Regions from separate parts of the Sus scrofa genome. Here region 1 is linked to region 2. The links are chromatin contacts, called in public HiChIP or PLAC-seq maps. All regions are on one chromosome and are shown on one strand. Each heading gives the region's core, a stretch centred on a gene start, on an enhancer-like site or on the middle of the called end of the contact. The rest is flanking DNA. Distances are from core to core; before and after follow the strand shown.

The links. HiChIP or PLAC-seq counts read pairs in DNA pulled down with a chosen protein or histone mark.
Region 1: an H3K27ac HiChIP or PLAC-seq map of skeletal muscle shows a contact between it and region 2, with 4 times the contacts expected there. The contact joins the promoter of SPATA2 here to the promoter of PTGIS in region 2. A contact is called at or near these places in 1 of 47 Hi-C or Micro-C datasets (omental adipose tissue) and 1 of 2 datasets of contacts at active chromatin or transcription factors (skeletal muscle).

Annotation. Positions count from the first base shown.
Region 1 is chr17:51,499,391-51,503,230 of Sscrofa11.1, forward strand. It overlaps SPATA2 (spermatogenesis-associated protein 2), which reads right to left and starts at 1,510. Exons shown (of 3, transcript XM_021077959.1): 1 at 1,149-1,510.
Region 2 is chr17:51,198,409-51,202,366 of Sscrofa11.1, forward strand. It overlaps PTGIS (prostacyclin synthase), which reads right to left and starts at 2,107. Exons shown (of 10, transcript XM_005654247.3): 1 at 1,731-2,107. The coding sequence starts at 1,813.

The sequences.
Region 1 (3,840 bases), core at 260-2,759, 300 kb after region 2:
AAACCCCACTGAACGGAATGGAAATGATTTTGGATAGCAAAGCATGAGCTTGGCTTTACCTCAGCTGGCCCATTCAAGCAGAAACATTCCCCAAGCAGCATCTGAAGGCGCCCCCTCCCTGCACAGGCAGAAGCTATTTTGGGCCCAGCACGGCCCCAGTGCACAGGTTTACCAGCTAGCCCAGGGATCTAGCTAGCTTCAGGCAGCTCAGAGTTCCCTTGGCCTCTGAACAGCAACAAGGGGAGCTCAGTTCAACCCCCTCCACCTCCGCAGCCACTCCTCTGCACTCATTCCAAGCCAGAGGCCCCTGAGACACATCCCAACCAGTCTTCCACTCGTTGTGAAACGCCAGAGGGTCCCCACACCCCAACTCGATTCCAGGCAAATTCAGAGAGGGCTTCCAAACCTCTGAAAATAACCTCAGTGAAGCTGAAACCGGGCTCCCTCAGTGGCAGCTGCCACCCTCAAAGGGGCTCTAAAGGAACCAGGGTCCCCTCCCTGCAGAGGTCAGAAGCTGGCGGCTGCTATTCCCAGCCTGATAATTCCCACAGCCTCTTAGGGCCACATCGTTGTGAAAAACATCCTAGTCCCTAACTCAGGCCCTCCGCACGGGTCTGTGAATGAATAACAGCAACTGTCATTTACTGGACGCCTGCTGTATGCCAGACTGCTTCACGTGCATCATCTCGCCTCGTCGCCACCACAGCCCTATAAGGCAGCTTCACTCCCCGTTTAACTAATTTTAGGCAGCTGAGACTCAGAAGATAAAGTGACTTGTCCAAGGTCACAGAGTGAGTACAAACCCCAGAGCCTGCCTCCAGAGCCTGGGCTGAGGACCACTGCGCGGTAACTGCCTCACGGTGGAATCGGGGTGTCCTGCTGCTGTTAGTCGCCGAAGAAGGGGTGTTTCTCCTGACTGCCCGGAGCCACCCATGGCCGGTCGCAGGAGTCTGAGAGCCAGCCCGTGCCGGAGAGACTGAGGATCCTGAAGACTACTAGCTGAAGGGCCCAAAAGGCGGGCCGGCCCGTCGGCCCCGACGGCCGCGAAGGGACGAGGCTCCCGGGCCGGCCGAGCCCCGCCGAACAGGCGCCCCCTCCGCCCGGGAAAGCCCCAGAGGCCGTTTCCGCCCCGGCCGCCCCGCACTCACCCCGGCACTGCAGCCGAGGACGCCCCGGACGAGGGGAGCAAGAAGGAGCCGCGGCCGCCGCCGGAGCCAGGCCCGGCTGGGCTCTCGCCGCTCCGGCCGGCTGCAGGGGACCGAGACCAGTACCCCGGGGCCGCGGCGACCCGGAAACACTCAGCTAGGAAGTGACGTCTGTCGGAGGCGGGTCCAAATGGAGGCTGTGCTGCGGCTGCGCGCTGGGCCGGGCAGAAGCCGATACCCGCCCGCGGCGGAGGAAGAAGTGGAAGGCCGAAGAGTGAGTAGAGAAGCCGCGGAATCCTGCTTTAGGGTCTGAAGGACCGCTACCGCGTCTCGGGCTCGGACCCGGAAATAAACGGACAGGAAGTGACGCAACCATCGGCCCGGGAAGGTGGCCGGCCAGGTTGTCATGGGAACCGGCCTGGAGCCGGGATAGGATTGCTCAGCTGCAAGCGCAGACTGCCTCCACCTCTCGGACTTTCCCCTTGCAGAGACGATCTGCGAACTGAACTCCCAGCTGCGCCTGGGCAGGAGCTGACGGTTGGATCCCTCACCCCCATTGTACAGGTGGACATGCCGTAGGCTTCGAAAAAGTGAGGAGTTCCCTGGTGGTGCAGCGAGTTAAGGATCTCGGGTTGCCACTGCTGTGGCTCGGGTCGCAGCTGTGGCGTGGGTTCGATCCCTCGCCCCGGAACTTCTGCACGACCCCCCCCCCAAAAAAGTAAGTCTGATGCCCAGTATCATGCGAGACTGAACTCATCCTTGAGAGGACTGTTGATGCAGGGTGTGTTTAAGAGTGAGGGGGGAGTTCCCCCTTGCGGCCCAGAGGGTTAAAAACCGGACTAGTATCCATGAGGATGTTGGTTCCATGCTTGACCTCACTCAGTGGGTTAAGGATCTGGCCTGGGCTTAGGTGGGAACTGCAATGATTGGGATCTGATCCCTGGCCAGGAGCTCCAGTAGGGCGGCCAAACAAGGGAAAAAAAGAAAAAAGAAAAAAAATGGAGGTCCCGTTGTGGCACAGCAGAAAGGAATCCAACAAGTATCCATGAGGATGCGTGTTTGATTCCTGACCTTGCTCAGTGGGTTAAGGCTCCAGCATTGCGGTGAGCTGTGGTGTAGGTTGCAGATGCAGCTCAGAGATGCAGCTCGGATCCTGCATTGCCGTGACTGTGGTGTAGGCCGGTAGCTGTAGGTCCCATTGGACCCATAGCCTGGGAACCTCCATATGCCTCCGTGCGGCCCTAAAAAATAATGTATAAATAGTTTGTTTTTAAAATCTGGTTACTGTTTAAGAAAATGATTAAATTCTGCCCTCAACTTCCCTAAATGGAAGCCAGTGTTAGGAAAGATCGAGCCAAAATATTGCCTCCTTGCTTCGTGACTTTTTTCCAGACATCTTCAGTATAGACCACACTGGCATCAACACTGGTGGCTTGTCACTTCACTTCATGGATCTGTCTCCCACCATGTTGCTCTGAGCTCTGGTTTTGTGGTTCACCCCTGCTCTAAATCCTTGTGCTTGCAAAATACCTAGCACATACTCAAGACTTTGTTGATCGTATCTGCCATTGAACAGCTCGTTCTAACTTAGCCTCTTAATGAAGACTAAGAGCCCACTCTATGCTAGGTTCTCTTTCCCTAACATGGTCTTGGCTCTTGGCACTTACCATGCTCTTCTGCCCCTCTGGCCTCTGTGCCTCTATATTGCTGTTCCCTCAGTACAAATGTTCTTCCTTTCCCCTCTTCCCTTCCTTGCTTTCTTGGCTTCCAGCCCCAGCTCAATCCACGCATCCTTTCTGAAACTTTCTCAGATTTCTGCAAGCAAAGACCTACCTTTCTCTGATTCTCCACAACTGCACTGTCTTTCATAATTTTTTTTGACTGTTTTTTTTTTTTTTTTTTAGGGCCCAAGGCATGTGGAAGTACTCAGGCTAGCGTTCAAATGGGAGCTATAGCTGCCAGCCTACACCACTGCCACAGCAGTGCCAGATCTGAGCTGCATCTATGACCTACACCACAGCTCACAGCAGCACCATATCCTTAACCCACTGAGCAAGGACAGGAATTAAACCCTAGTCCTCAGGGATACTAGTCGGGTTCGTTACCAGTGCACAACCACGGGAACTCCTGTCTTTCATAATATCATCTCAGCTCTTATCACAGTGGATTTTTACATAGGTTTAAACCTGACAACCCCCCCCCCCCAGAACACCTGGAGCTCTTTATTTATCTGTATTTCTCATGAGCTCTGCACACGTCTGATCAGGAGGTACCCAACAGATGTTGCTTGATGGCAGGATTCTCTCAGCCTTGGTGTCCCCAGTTAAAGTCAGTGGCTCTTGGCTCAGGAGTCCACAACCTAATATATGGAGGAACATTGGAGAACCAGCAACCTGCTATTCAAACAGCAGTAGTTACTACATTTATCCTTTGCTGTCTAGCACCACTTAAGGTCTTTGTGTATTTCAGCTTTTATCATCTCATGTTTAAACTCTTTTAATCACCTGTAAGGTGATGGTGTTTACAGGAATTCCAACTGAGGAAAACTGTTCCACCCAAACTCTTCCTTTGCAACAACTCAAAACTGTCCTTTGGGATTTCCCATCGTGGCTCAGTGGTTAACGAACCCAGCTAGTATCCGTGAGAACTCGGGTTCAATCCCTGGCCTAGCTTAGTGGTTTAAGGATCCAGCATT
Region 2 (3,958 bases), core at 857-3,356:
AAATCTCACCTGGAAAAGTGTCTGGCTCTTAAAGAAAAATATCGTGAGCTCATTGTTTAGAAATTCACACTAATACACTGTTTAAAAATAGTTTCCAGAAAATTTCTGGAATTTTCTGACACTGATTAAATGCACACACACGCATTAACACACACTTCCACTGCCCTGTCTTATCTACGGACTAACGGGCTTAACGTCTATGTGCATAAAAGTAATTCTCTCAAGAGCTGGGAGGCTGAGGAGTTATGACAACCAAAGGCAGTGAGGTACCCTGGATGGGATCCTGGCACAGAAAGAAGATGTTAGGGGAAAAACTGATGAAATTCAAATAAAGTCTGGAGCTTGATTAATTCTAACAGACCAGCGCTGGTTTTTTAGTTTTAATGACTGTTCCATGATAACGTAAAACGTTAACAGTGGTGGAAACTGTGTGAGGGGGTATCTGGGAACTCTTTGTACAACTTTTCTGTAAATATAAAACCAGTCTAAAATTAAAAAGTGTACTTTAAAAAAGCTCTGGAAGGTTCCTCCCAAATTAATCAACAGGAGAGGTCCAGAATTATCGGAAGCCTGGTTAGAAGGGCTTCAGTCTTATCTATAATGCGATAAATGTTCGTTTTAAGTCAAATGTATTCCTTGTACAATTCAAATTATTTCATTTTATTTTATTTTGCTTTTTAGGGCCGCACCCTTGGCATATGGAGGTTCCCAGGCTAGGGATCTAATCAGAGCTGTAGCTGCCAATCTACACCACACCCACAGCAACGCCAGATCTGAGCGGCGTCGGCGACCTACACCACAGCTCACAGCAATGCGGGATCCTTAACCCACTGAGCCAAGCCAGGGATCAAACCCGCAACCTCATAGTTCCTAGTCGGATTCGTTTCCGCTGCGCCACAACGGGAACTCCTCAAATTATTTTTTAAAACCATTTTATAAAAAGCAAAAGACCTATTGCCATTTGAGACGGATGGGTCTTAGTGTTTCTCCTAAATCACAGATTCTCAATGGGGCAGGAGAACCTCTGCGCCTAGGAAGCTGAGACATCTGGTCGGGTTCTACTGTGTCCAGGCTATGGAACCTCCGCAGAAGGGAGACCCCTTTGTGGGCCTGAGTTCTCAGGCACAGGGAAATACTGAGCCTTCCCAGCCCCTTCATCCAGGTCAGGCAGGGCCTCTGCCTACCACCCCTGCCTCAACTCTGCCATCCGTGCAATGGGAATGAGGAGCAAGGCTGATACAGAGTTGATCTCGAGTTGGTGCGGCATCCAGGTGGAGGCCGGGAGTCACGCCCAACCTGTCCGCACCCACTCCGCACCTGTGACTCTCGGTTCCCACCTGAAACCCCTTCGCTGGTCCCTGGCCTCGCGCTCTGGGCCAGGACCTGACTTCACTTCTCGCCCTCGGGGGCCCCTGTTCCCGCACCTTCCCACGAGCGTCTCCCAACTTTATGCCCTCTCGGCAACTGCCGCTCGGCCGGGCCCGCGCCCCGGGGCCGGGAGCAGCGCGGGAACCCCTCGGGCCGGGGGGCTGCACTCCCACCTCTGAAGGGCTCGCCCGGGGCTGCAGGGGACCCTGTCCTATTGCGGGAGTGGGGCATGGGGCTCCGGCGCCGGCCTGCCGCTGTCTCGGCGACCCCCTCGCTGCAGCCGGGTTGCGGCCGGGAGCCGAGAGCCGCGACGCCCCCTTTGTCTAGCCCCGGGCAGAGCGAGCCGGGCGGGGGGCACTCACCGCGTGCGCCGGCGGGTCAACAGCAGCAGCAGCAGCAGCAGTAGCAGCGCGGCCAGGAGGCCGAAGACCACGGCCCAGGACATGGCAGGACCGGCGACCGGGCTGCCGCGGCCGAGCGCGGGAAGCTGCGGGTCTGCCTCAACGGCCACGCGGGCCTAGTCCCGAGGCCGACCCCCCTCCCCCTGGCCCCGCCCATCTGCCTGGGGGCGGGGCGGAGCGGGGCGGGGCCTGCGATCCCTCCCAGGTCGGAGGGTGGACAGGGGCTCCCGCCGGACGGGCTCTAAGGCGCTGGACTGAGAAAGGGGTGGGGGGCGTATGTGTGGAAAATGTGGACACGCTGGAGAGGAGATGTGGGTTTGAGGGGAAGGAGGAGGATGTAGAGGACGGGAGGAGTGATGTAGGAGAAGGGGTTGGGGGATGTACAGAGAGGGCTGGGTGGGGATTTGGGGAAGAAAAAGGAAAGGAATACGGGGAGGCGGAGGGGAATGGGGATGGAGAAGGAAGTGTGAGGATGGAGGCTACGTGGTGGGGGAGGAGGGATTGTGGCGGGCCTTGGACTCCCCGACGTGCCACCTGAGCCGTCCCCACACTCTGCCCCCCGCCCCCCGACACCGACGCATCCCTGCCCCAGAAGGACTAGAGACCATTCGTTTTCTATGCTGTTGGTCTGGGAGGGATGGAGTTGGACCGGACCTGGCTCTGAGTACCCCAGCCTCAACTGCTGTGAGGGACACACCGATGATGTGAAGCGCCCAGATCTGTACCTGGAGCGCGGCAGGGGCTCGGAATATAGTGGCCATTGTCACAGTTATCTGGCACTTAGGATGCTGGGCTCTGGTGCTAGTGGCTCTGCAAGAGGCCACCCCTGGCTGCTGGTGAGAACCTGGGCTCCCAGCTGGAAGGCCTGGAACCCACCACTTAGCACCCCTTCCACACACCCCACCCTCATTTACACCTGGGAATCCTCCACCAGGGAGCTTACCTCTGGGAGCTTACCGCCGGTTTCTTAAATCACAGTTGTACTTTGCCTTAAGGGGTTTCTCTGAAGGATTGATGAGAGCGTGTCAGCAAAGGGAATTGCAAACTATGAGTGCTGGGCACATGTGAGGGTTTTTTGGGTTTTGTCTTTGGGTTTTTTTCCAAGATACAAGATGGACTTTTTCCATGGAGGCAGTCTGAGTACAATTTTAGGCTAGTTAACCTATCTCACCGTCGTTTCATAGAGAACATACTGGAAAAGAAATCCCATCAAACATCCTTCAGCCTAAGGTGGTGCCCCTGGATGCTGGGCACATGTGCATTTTGTGAGACAGTGGGCAGAGCGTGGAGCTGGGACCCAGGAGGTCTGATTCTAATCCTGTGACTGCCACTCTCTGCCTGGTGAATTCAGGCACAGGTTTCATTTCATCTTACCCATTGCCCCCTGGACGAGCTGTTACTCCTTGCTGGTCTCCTGGCTTCAGCCCTCATCTCTCTGCAGTCCGTTCTCCCTGCTGTAGTCAGAAGGAGCCTGCTAGAAACGAAGTCAGATCTTCCACCTGAATCCTGCTCAGAACCCTCCAGGGCTCCACCTCACTCAAAACACAACCCAAGTCCCTACAGGTTCCTGTTAGAACCCTGGCCTGCCCCCTCCTGCCCTTGCTTCCTCGACTTCATGTCCTCCCACTCCCTGCCTCGCCCTCTCTGCTCCAGCCACACTCATCTTTCATCCTGCCCCAAATGTGCCAAACCAGTTCCACCTCAGGGCCTTTGAACTGGCTGTTTCCTCTGACTGGAACACTCTTCTCTCCGATACTTGGGGAGCTGGCTTTTTTCATCACATCCCTCATCCCTCTGTCTCTGCTCAACAGTCATCTCCTCAAAGAAGTGCCCCCTGACTGCCTGGTCTAAAGTGGTCTTATCAGCCCTGTCTGGTGCCTTGAACTGTTCTTCTTCTTTCTTTTTTTTTTTCCCCCTTGACCGTACTTAACATTTCTAATTCATAAATGAATTAGAGATTCATTTATTTTCCTGTTTAATGTCAGCTGTCAAGGCAGTTGGATGACCCTCATGTGGCCTCAGCAGATTCAGACTATCAAAAGGCAAAGGGAGTTTCTTGAACCTCTTGTTTATTTATCCAGCTTATCTGCCAACAAAGCCAACAATCCCAAAAAGGCCAGAGAACAGGCCCGGAGAGTTTTCTCCAAATTTGGGGAGCCCCATGGGGTAGCCTCTGGCAATGGGGTTCA